2 separate regions of the Sus scrofa genome follow, and region 2 is linked to region 1. A link is a contact called in public HiChIP or PLAC-seq data. All regions are on one chromosome and are shown on one strand. The core of a region is the stretch at or near the end of the contact, and the rest is flanking DNA. Distances in the headings are between cores, read along the strand shown.

The links. HiChIP or PLAC-seq counts read pairs in DNA pulled down with a chosen protein or histone mark.
Region 2: an H3K27ac HiChIP or PLAC-seq map of skeletal muscle shows a contact between it and region 1, with 4 times the contacts expected there. The contact joins the promoter of ZNF446 here to the promoter of ZNF135 in region 1. A contact is called at or near these places in 1 of 5 promoter capture datasets (liver), 1 of 47 Hi-C or Micro-C datasets (embryonic fibroblasts) and 1 of 2 datasets of contacts at active chromatin or transcription factors (skeletal muscle).

The regions. Positions count from the first base shown.
Region 1 is chr6:62,751,856-62,756,756 of Sscrofa11.1, forward strand. It overlaps ZNF135 (zinc finger protein 135), which reads left to right and starts at 2,179. Exons shown (of 3, transcript XM_021097361.1): 1 at 2,179-2,628; 2 at 4,265-4,420. The coding sequence starts at 2,262.
Region 2 is chr6:63,047,338-63,052,238 of Sscrofa11.1, forward strand. ZNF446 (zinc finger protein 446) reads left to right here and starts at 3,004. Exons shown (of 4, transcript XM_021097395.1): 1 at 3,004-3,757. The coding sequence starts at 3,254. It overlaps LOC110261334 (zinc finger protein 324A-like), which reads left to right. Exons shown (of 4, transcript XM_021097374.1): 4 at 1-1,936. The coding sequence ends at 563.

The DNA of each region.
Region 1 (4,901 bases), core at 929-3,428:
TTCCTAGTCCTGTCAACACCAAGGCAGAACAGGATGCCGGGAGGCCCCCCAAGCACACGTGGACGATGAGACCCAGGAGGCGCCCTGGGACAGGGCAGCCTAGGGGAGGGGTGTCAGGGAGTTCCTGGGAGGGGAATGCCAGGCAGAGGGCACACCAGGAGCAAAATCCAGGAGTGCACCCTCCTCTGGCCAGTGCCTCAGGTCCACGGGGTCATCAGTGGGCCTTTTATCCATCGTGCACGTGGTCATTGTTCCCAGGGTGCCCACCGTAGCATCTGGAGCAGGTCAATCCCTCAGGGCCCCGCACAGGTGCTTCCATTAGAGCGTGTCCAGGCCCTTGCTCAGGAAAGACTTGCAGTTTACAGAAAAAAGGGTTCCCATTTCTGCACACTGCTGGGGACGCCGGCAACACACTCGGCTTTGCAGAAGTGCAAGCCTAGCTTGTAAAAGCTGGAAGGCACTGGGTTCCTGGGTCCCTGGAGCATTGTGCATGCAAGGCAGGAAAAGCGGCCTTGGGAACTCCCTGTCCCAGGGCAGAGGGGCCTAAGAGCATTTGCCTCTGGCCCTTGGGGCACTCGTGCAGCCTGCAGGTGAGGATTCCTGTATTTCATCTATATTAGGAAGTTTTCCGTCATTATTTTTTCAAATATTTTTACCCCTCATTCTGCCCTCTTCTTCAAAGATTCCCATTGTGTCTGGTAGTGTCTTTTATGGGTTCCACAGGTCCCTTGAGCTCTGTTCATTTCTTTCCCTGCTTTGTTCCTCTCTGCTCCTTGGACTGTATCATTTGAATTGCTCTATCTTCAAGTTTACAATACTATCTTCTGCCTGATTAAATCTGTTATTGAACCCCTCTAACAAGTTTTTCAGGCCAGCTATCGTACTTTTCTGTTCCAGAATTTTGTTTGGTTCATTTTACAACTGACACCTCTTTATTCGGTTCCTCTATTTGTTGAGAACATCATTCTCCTGGGTTTTTTTTAGCTCTTTGGGTATATTTAAGAAGTTGATTTAAAGCTTCTGACTAGTTAAGTCCAATGTTTGAGCTTCCTCAGGGACCGTTTCTGGTCGTTTCTTTTTTTCCCGTGAATAAATCATATTTTCTTATGCCTCTAGATGCCTCTTAAATTGTCGCTGGAAACGGGATATTTTGAATATTTGGTGACTCAATGTGTCAACCCTGGAGACCAGATTATCCCTCCACTTCAAGACTTGCTATGTTGTTTATTGTGGGTTATAATTGTTTGTTTTAGTGACGTGTCTAAACTATTTTTTTATCTTTTTTTGTGTGTGTGTCTTTTGAGGGCTGCACCTACAGCATTTGGATTGGTGCATGTGGAAAGAGGCACATATGGGAAAAGGGTTTGACAGGATCCATCCATTCAGTGGAACACTGTGGTCCAGTATGTGGTAGGCCATGCATATTCCAAGGGCTACACACATGGTGGGAAACAGGAGACGTTCCTAAGCGTTCATCTCTAGTTGATCTGCAGGCTCCATGGAAGCAGAAAGCGAAAGCTCAAGCATAGTTGTAAATGGCATGGCTGAGCACTCAAGGAGCACCTCAACTCTGAGCCAACCTACAAAAACCAGAAGAGGTTTCGTTTTGGGGTTTTTGTTTTGTTTTGCTTTTTAGGGCCACACCCGTGGCATACGGAGGTTCCCAGGCTAGGAGTCAAAGGGGTCAAATCGGAGCTACAGCTGCCAGCCTATGCCACAGCGACAGCAACACAGGATCTGAGCCACATCTGCGACCTACACCACAACTCATGGCAATGCTGGATCCTTAACCCACTGAACAAGTCCAGGGATCAAACCTGTGTCCTCATGGATGCTAGTCAGATTCATTAACCATTGAGCCAGGACAGAAACTCTATGTTTAACTTTTTAAGGGACTCCCAAACCATCTTCCAAGGCAACATTTTTGCTTCTTCTATGACATATTTTGAGCCTAGAAAACTACAGAAAGTGTTGCAGTGAACACCGAGGTACCCGCCACGCAGCCATCTCAGAGCCTAACCTCCTGAAAGGCTGGCTTTGGGTTATTTTTAAAGAAATAACACACCGGTGGAGGTCACTGGATTCGCAGCTGCACACCTCCACATTTCTGCTGCCCCCGGGTCCCAGGGGTGGAGCAAGAGGTGGGAAGGACAAAGGGGTCTCTTACAATACATTTCATCCAGGCATTGCTCCTTTTCACTCCTGACCCTCCATGACCCCTCTCAGTCCCCTAGCAAGTCACTCGCTGGAAGAGGCCCGGGATGGCAAACACAAGTCTCCACACGAAGCGACAGGGAGGGAATGTTTACGAAGGTGACATAAGAACAGGCATCAGGACTCGAACTCCTGACCTGTCAAAAATCGAGAGGCGGGAACAGACGCGCACGGAAGCCGCGCGCCGCCCTCTGGGAGACGTAGTTCACGGCCCCCACCTCGCGCAGGCGCGGTCCCGGGCCGCGGTGGGCGTGGCCTTCACCCTGACCCTGCACGAAAGAGCGCGGCGAGGGAGGCCCGGGGTGAGCCGCCAGGCAGCTGCCCGCGGGATCTGCTGGGCCCAGCTGGGAATCGGATTCCCGCAGCCTGGGCCCCGGGCGCGGGCGAGCGGAAGCACAGGCGCCGCCCTCTGGGGTATGTAGTTCGACGCCCGCCGACCCAGGCCGAGTCCCGGCCCGCGGTGGACGTGGACTTCGTAATCCATTCCTAGGAGGGCAGCATGGGAGGGTCCGGGGTGGGAGACCAGGCGGAGCTCGGAACCCAAGTCCCTCAGCCTCAGCCTCCAGGCGGGGTCGGGGCGAGCAGGGAGGCGACCGGAAGCGCGCGCGCCGCCCTCTGGGAGGTGTAGTTCGGCACCTTTACTCAGAGGGTGCATGGCGGCCACGGCCTTTGTCCTCCGTCCGACGGGTAAGTGGGATTGGGGGTGGCCGGGGCGGGGGAGGCCGAGGCAGGGTCTCGGCGTGGGTGCAGGGTCTTCTCTGAGGTCCTGGCCCGTGTGTGCATCCAGCCACGCGCGTCTGTATCGAGTCCCTTTACTGCTTTGGCTCCGGGCGGGTCGCTGCGGGGGGGGGGGGGGGTGTTGTGGGCGGGGCCGAGTGGGCGGGGCTTGGTTTGGGAGGTGGGGGTCCCAGGCTCTGAGAGGAGGGGTTGGGTCCTGGCTTTGGCTTAAGGGATTGCGGTATGAGGATTCAGGGGCCCCAGAGAAAGAGTAGCTGGCCCGACTCTACAAAGCCTGGAGCCAACCTGACCTGCATCCCTCCCCTGTTAGGGCGGGATGTCTAGGGTTTGGAGGGTGGGGAGTGCTGAGACACCACCATGATGTCATCTCTGAAGCTTCGCCTTCTTGAGAGGCTTCTGTCCCTAAGGGATGAAGATGAGGAAGACCCCAAGCACCAGATTTTGACCCTAGCCGCCTGGGACACAGGAAACAGAAACAGACTCATTATATTAAAATCTTACTGAGCACCAACTGCATGCCAGGCACCATCTTGGCACCTTCATTAATTCAATAAGCAGGTGTTTAGATATCCGGGGTGCCAGGCCCCATCTCATATCCCAGTACTTTCAACATTGTCTCCGCCCCGGACGCCACAGGCGAGTCAGGGAGATGATGATAAGCCCATAAAACATCACTGAACAACATAACTCCCATCCAGGAAACTGCAATGACGACAGCAGGGCACGAGCAGGATGGGGCAGAGTCGGGTGCGCCAGCAGGGTGATCCCAGGGCGGCACAGAGAAGGCAAACAGGCCCTGCCTTTGGCCTGTGTCTCTGTCTGGGCAGTCAGCCACGGAGGAGCTTGTAAATCACTGGGAATAGGATCGTGCACGTATTACATGCTAAATAGTTGATCACTGAAGCTGGAGGCTCCCCTCCCAGCAGCACCCCCCTCCCTGTGCATCCTGCTGCCTGCTGAACTCCAGTTTCAGCCTTTTGCACGTTCTTATTCCCTTAAGCTCTGTGCTGGGTCACCACCCTGCTTTTGTGGGAGAGGGAACCAGTTCGTGAGTCCCCAGCGCAGTCTGGCCCTCCGTCACAGTAACAGAAAGCGTCGTCATCTGGGAATCATCTGTGCAACCCAGGCTGTGCCCCTTGTCCCCCCTGGCTGCCAGCTCTCCTGTCTGTGGAGGGTGGGGTAAGGAAGATCTGAGCTCACCCTTCAGCAGCGCCTGGGCGCACAGCAGGAGCGCAGAGGATGCCAAGCTGAGGTTTCACTGTGGTTGGGTCTGGCTCGGCTGCTGGACCCCTTCTCTTCTCCCTGCATACAGTGCTTCCAGGACCTGGGGTCCCTGCTGACCACCATCGCCTGCCCAGTCTCTCACATCCCCTTTCCCCCCAGAACAGCCTGCGGAGGAGCTGGCTCTTCCTGCGAGAGGCCCGGGGAAGAGGGAATGACTGCCAGGCTCCTCCCTGCCAGGGACCCGGTGAGTACCCCGCCACCCTCACACTCAGGCCTCACGAGCTCTGACCTGTGCCCCCCTGGGCTCATTCTGCCCTCAGGGCTTTTGCACTCACCCCACCTCCTGCCAGAAATGTGCTGAAGTCAGCCCCCCATCCTCCAGATCTCCCCCCATCACCTCTGAGAAGACCTCTTGGATCCGCCCATGCCACCCTGGCCGCCGTTGCGCATCCATCCCTGACGTGGCTCTGGCGCTTTCTTAGCACAGGGTCCTGGGCCTGTTCTCCCAGCTCACTCTCTGCATCCAGTCACTTGGCAGACACGTACCAAGCACCTGCCATGTAGCAGGAGCCATTCCAGGTACTGCGGGTGCAGGAACAGAGAGGTGAGCAGAAATCTCCATCCCTGTGGTGCTCACCAACCGTCAGGGGAATGTACACCTGCCGAGCGTTGGGCAGAGAAATGAGGCCCAGAAAAGGGTGGGTCTGGGGACCAGGCAGTCATTG
Region 2 (4,901 bases), core at 1,754-4,253, 300 kb after region 1:
GGCCCTACGCCTGCGCGCGCTGCGGCCGCAGCTTCTGCCGCAACTCGCACCTGATCCAGCACGAGCGCACGCACACGGGCGAGAAGCCCTTCGCCTGCGCGCTCTGCGGCGCCGCCTTCAGCCAGGGCTCGTCGCTCTTCAAGCACCGGCGCGTGCACACGGGCGAGAAGCCCTTCGCCTGTGCGCAGTGCGGCCGCGCCTTCAGCCACAGCTCCAACCTCCGGCAGCACCGGCTGCTGCACACGGGCGAGCGGCCCTTCCGCTGCAGCGACTGCGGCAAGGCCTTCGCCAAGGGCGCCGTGCTGCTCAGCCACAGGCGCATCCACACGGGCGAGAAGCCCTTCGTGTGCGCTCAGTGCGGCCGCGCCTTCCGCGAGCGCCCGGCCCTCTTCCACCACCAGAGGCTGCACACCGGCGAGAAGCCGCCGCGGAGGCCCAGCGCAGGCCCGCGCCCCCAGGCCAGGCCTCCTGCAGGGGCCTCGCCGGAGGGCGCGCTGCGGAGGGAAGCCGGGCCCACCGCCTCCTCAGGCCCAGCCGCTGTTGCAAAGACAGCTGAGGCCTGAGGTAGCAGCCCTGGCCGACCTCGCCTGTGGCGATTCCGTCTGTGGCTTCAGGGCCCCTGGCCTCTGCAGATGCACGCTTTGGAGAAGCCCTGCGTGTGTGCACCACTTCTGCCTGCACGTGGTGTCGAGACTGGCCGCTCGTCAGCAGCAGCTTGCGCCTCTCTCCCCAAGAGGTCATCCTGCAGGAAGGTCGGGGCGGCCAGCATGGTGGTGCCGGATCCTGCATGTTTTGACCGTAAGCTTGAATGGGAAGGGCCAGGGTGGGGTGGAGGCAGTCCTGAGAAATTTCTGAGGTTTACACACAAACTTTGGGGTTTGTATGTAACACCCCAACTCCCAGGATATCCCGCCCACCCCCAAGGCCTCCGTTCTTCCAAGGCTTCCTGGGAGCAGGTGCAGTGCACAGAAGTCATGGGGGGAAGGTGCTGGCTCGGCCAGGTGGCTGGGCCCTGAGCCTTAGGGCCCGGGTCTGGGCAAGAGAAGAGTCGGGCCTGCAGAGGGGGTCTGCGCGCCGGGCAGGCCTGACCTGGGTGAGGGCCAGTAGGTGTCAACTGCCAGTCCCAGTGCTGAGTGCGGCAGGGTTTCTCCTGACAGCTCTTGTGAAGGGGCTGAGGAAACTGAGGCACAGAGGGGCTGGGAGCTGCACACATCAGAGCCGCTGGCCCAGCATCCGGGAAGCTCACCACCTTCCCCACATACTTAGCCTGCCAGCTGTGAGGGCCAGGTGAAGCCTGCGTGTCCCCTGCAGTTGGCAGACCCCAAGGAGCTGGAGGCGGAAGGTCCTCGGGTGGGAGGGGAGGACAAAGACTGAGCGTGATGGTTCCCCAGCTGTGCTTGTTCACTCAGATTGTGGTCCAGGTCTCAGCATCGGCTGTGTCCCATTGCTGCCAAAGTCAGCATTACAGGAGACTTTCCGTCCCCCTACACTATTGAGGGGTGAGCTTAACAACAGGTCAGAGGGGACAGGATGGGGCAGCATGGTTCTGTGTGGTCGAGTGGCCATGTGCCTTCCTGTTGTTCCTCCCGCATTGGAAGGAGGACTTGCCATTACCTAAGGCTCTGTGTGGTGCCCTCCCAGGGTGACTCCCCAGAGTGACATTCCCCACGCGGTGGGGACAATGAGTCAGACAGGTGGGGTGGTGCCCAGTTGGTGTCCTGTGGCCTCGACCTTGGGCTTCATCCCCAGGGGACTTAATGGTCTTTTTACTGGGAGGGAAAGACTGGGAGACGTTAATCTCAGAGTCGATAAACATTGTAAACTTTTGCACAGCACTGCGTAGGTCCACAGCCTCCGCCTCCAGGTTATGGTTCAGAAAGTTTTAACAAGACAAGAGTCCAGAGAGGCTCCCTAATAAAGGTTTCTTTTCAAAAACATGCAAATAAGAGTTCCCTGGTAGCACAGTGGGTTAAGGGTCCAGTGTTGTCACTGCTGTGGCTCAAGTTGCTGCCGAGGCGCAGATTTGTGCTCTGGCCTGGGAACTTCCACGTGCCAGAGGCGTGGTTAAAAAAAAAAAAAGTTTAAAAAATGTGAATAGTAGCAGCCTGAAACTGGTTTAATCCTAGCACAGTGCAGGCGTGTCATCACAGCTGGAGGGATTTGGCTGTAACCCTGGTCCCTTTGGGAGGACACAGGGTGGAGAGGCATCCTGTGTGTGGCCCACCCAGGGCCTGCCCCAAGAGCAGCTGTAATAGGAGGTGACCCAGGCCCTGATTGTGAGGCAGAAGCCATATGCAGGACCCAAAAGGTTAACCCCAGCCCAGTGGGTGCTTCAGTCCCTTCATGTCCAGCTCTCACAGCCATTTGCCACCACCTAAGCAGAGACGTGATGTGTATGACTCCCCACCTGCCAGCAGGGTTTGGTCCCCGAAGCTTCACAGGTTTTTGCAAGGAGGGGAGACACGGGGTAAGGAGAGGAGTAATTCAGGAGCAGGCACTGCAAGACTCAAGTGCAGGGCCTCTGAGCCACTATCCGCCCCTTATGGGCCCATCCTCTCTGCTCTCTTGGGTCCCGGCCTCACCCTCCCCCAGGCTGGCCTCCATGAGGGAGCCGTGAACAGGTCACTTCAGCCTCAGGCTGCACCCCTGTGAAATGCAGACAACCCCACAGAGCAGATGGAGGGCTCTTGTGGGAAGGTCACGGGATTCAGGAACAAAGGAGTCTGTGGAACATCAAGTGAGGACACAGAGTTTCATGCAACCTTTTCTGCATCTTGGACAAAAGCTCCTACAGCCTGGTTGCCATCCTCAGCTCTTCCCCACCGGTCAAGCTGGGCCTGATTAATTGCGCTTTTCCTATCTAAAAACCAAGGTTTTTATGTTTATTCCCATTGTGGCACAGCAGAAATGAGTCCGACTAGTATTCATGAGGACACGGTTTCAATCCCTGGCCTTGCTCAGTGGGTTAAGGATCTGGAAAGCTTTGGTGAGCTGTGGTGTAGGTGGAAGACGCAGCTCAGAAACTCCGTTGCTGTGGCTGTGACTAGGCTAGCAGCCATAGCTTTGGTTCCTGGCCTGGGAACTGCTATATGCTGCGGGTGAGGCCCCAAGAACAAACAAACAAAAGTCACCCTGACTGGTTCTGGTCCGGAAAGTATGTAAAACATGTCCCATAATTCTGGACAAAAACCACCCCTCGCTTTGCAGTACTGATCCAGCTGAAGCCACGTGTGAGGCTATGAAGGTGTAAATCATGGACAGTTTCTTCGTCAGTAGATGGGTGTTCTTCCTGCAGTCCCCGCATGTCCACAGGGCGCTCAGCGGTGGTCGAATGAAGGTCCCCAGCGCCATCCTCGCTGTAGAAATTCCCGAGGATGGCGGAGAAACCCCGTGGGTTAGGCCAGCCTTCCCGGCAGGTTCCGGCCCCCTCCTGGGACCATCTGGAGAGGAGGTTCGGAGGAACTACACCCCACAGGCAGCCACTTCCGGCCCCCGCAGAGAGCAGGGCAGCGCTCTGGACGTTGCCTTGGAAGCAGCTGGAGGCCAGCCGCGGTGCTCCAGGGGTTACCAAGGTGACGGCCGGGCGACTGGAAAGAAGCCTCAAGAAGGACGCTTGGGGAGGAGCCTGGGGCGAGCGCCAGCTCTGATTGGCCGACAGGTCACGCTACTTCCCCACCCATCGCCTCGCTTGCCAATAGGCGCCGGGCCTGTCGTGCACATGCGCAGGATCAGACGGTACCATCCCTCTCGGCCGTCGGTGAGTGCTAGTGCGCGGGTACTAAGGGAAAGTAGCTGCTGGGGAGGGTAGGGAGCCCCCCTCAAAACCCTGCCACTCTTCACATTCCTCTCGAAGGGATGGGGCACCTCTCAATCGTGAGATGCCTCCGAAAAGGAGCATCTGCTGGCGGAGGCCGCGCCTGTCCTTGCTGAGGCTCATGGGAAAAGTAGTCCGAGGGGAGGGGGCGGCGCCTTCGGAGCAGATGCATGATTGGCCAAGGCGGCTCTGCCCAAGGGGCGGGCGGGGACGCTGGCTCCCAGTGGCCTCGGGTGGCGGAGGTGGGCGCAGGCCTGGCTGGGTGGGCGTGGCCTCTCACTACCTCCCAATGTGCCCTGGGCCTCCAGCTTCCAAGCCTTTTCCCGGGCCGGTCCACGTCCCTCCTGCGGGAAAACCTCCTCTTTGGAAGGCGAACTCCAGGCGTCAGGTTTGGTCCAGCCTGTGAGCCAGCCCCCCGATCCCGCGCTGGGCGTGTTTCACCCCGGAGTCTCTGCGAGCCTGAGACACAATTATTTGCTGACCGCTTCACACAACTCGTAGCTCCTCTTTGCTTTGCTCCGGCTTTTCACACGCTCGGTCCAGACGTTGTGAGTGAAGCACTGCTCTCCGTGGTCAGCGAGCTCTGTATCTCGGGGTCCACATCAGCCCCTGCCTCGACCAAGCGCAGACCAGCCCTTCAGGGTGCCCCACTTGAGTCAACGTCTCCCGGAGACGGTGAGGACAGGCGGCCTGGCCCCAGTCCTCACCCCGGATCGTGCCCTACTACAGCCCTAATTACCCCCTCTCTCCGCCGCGATGGCTTTCCGGGGCTCCTCAGCCTGTCCCTGGCAGCCTCTGATGACTCCCTTTGCCTTCCTCTCCAGCATCATCTCCCAGCAGTTCCCTGCAGTTTTCTGGAAGCTCTGTCAACAACTTGCCTCCAAGCCTTGGTTCACAAGGCTTCCTTCCGCTCTGTGACTCCTTCCTCCTTGAAGCTTTCCCCAACTCAGCCTCAAGCATCCCCACACCAGGGTCCTCTCTGTCGCAGCCTCAGTCCCCTGGGCTGGGCCTGTGTGCACACAGGTGACTTACCCTGCCTGTGGGCTTGAGGCTGTCACCCTGACCCCTCCTATCCTGCAAGTCCCTC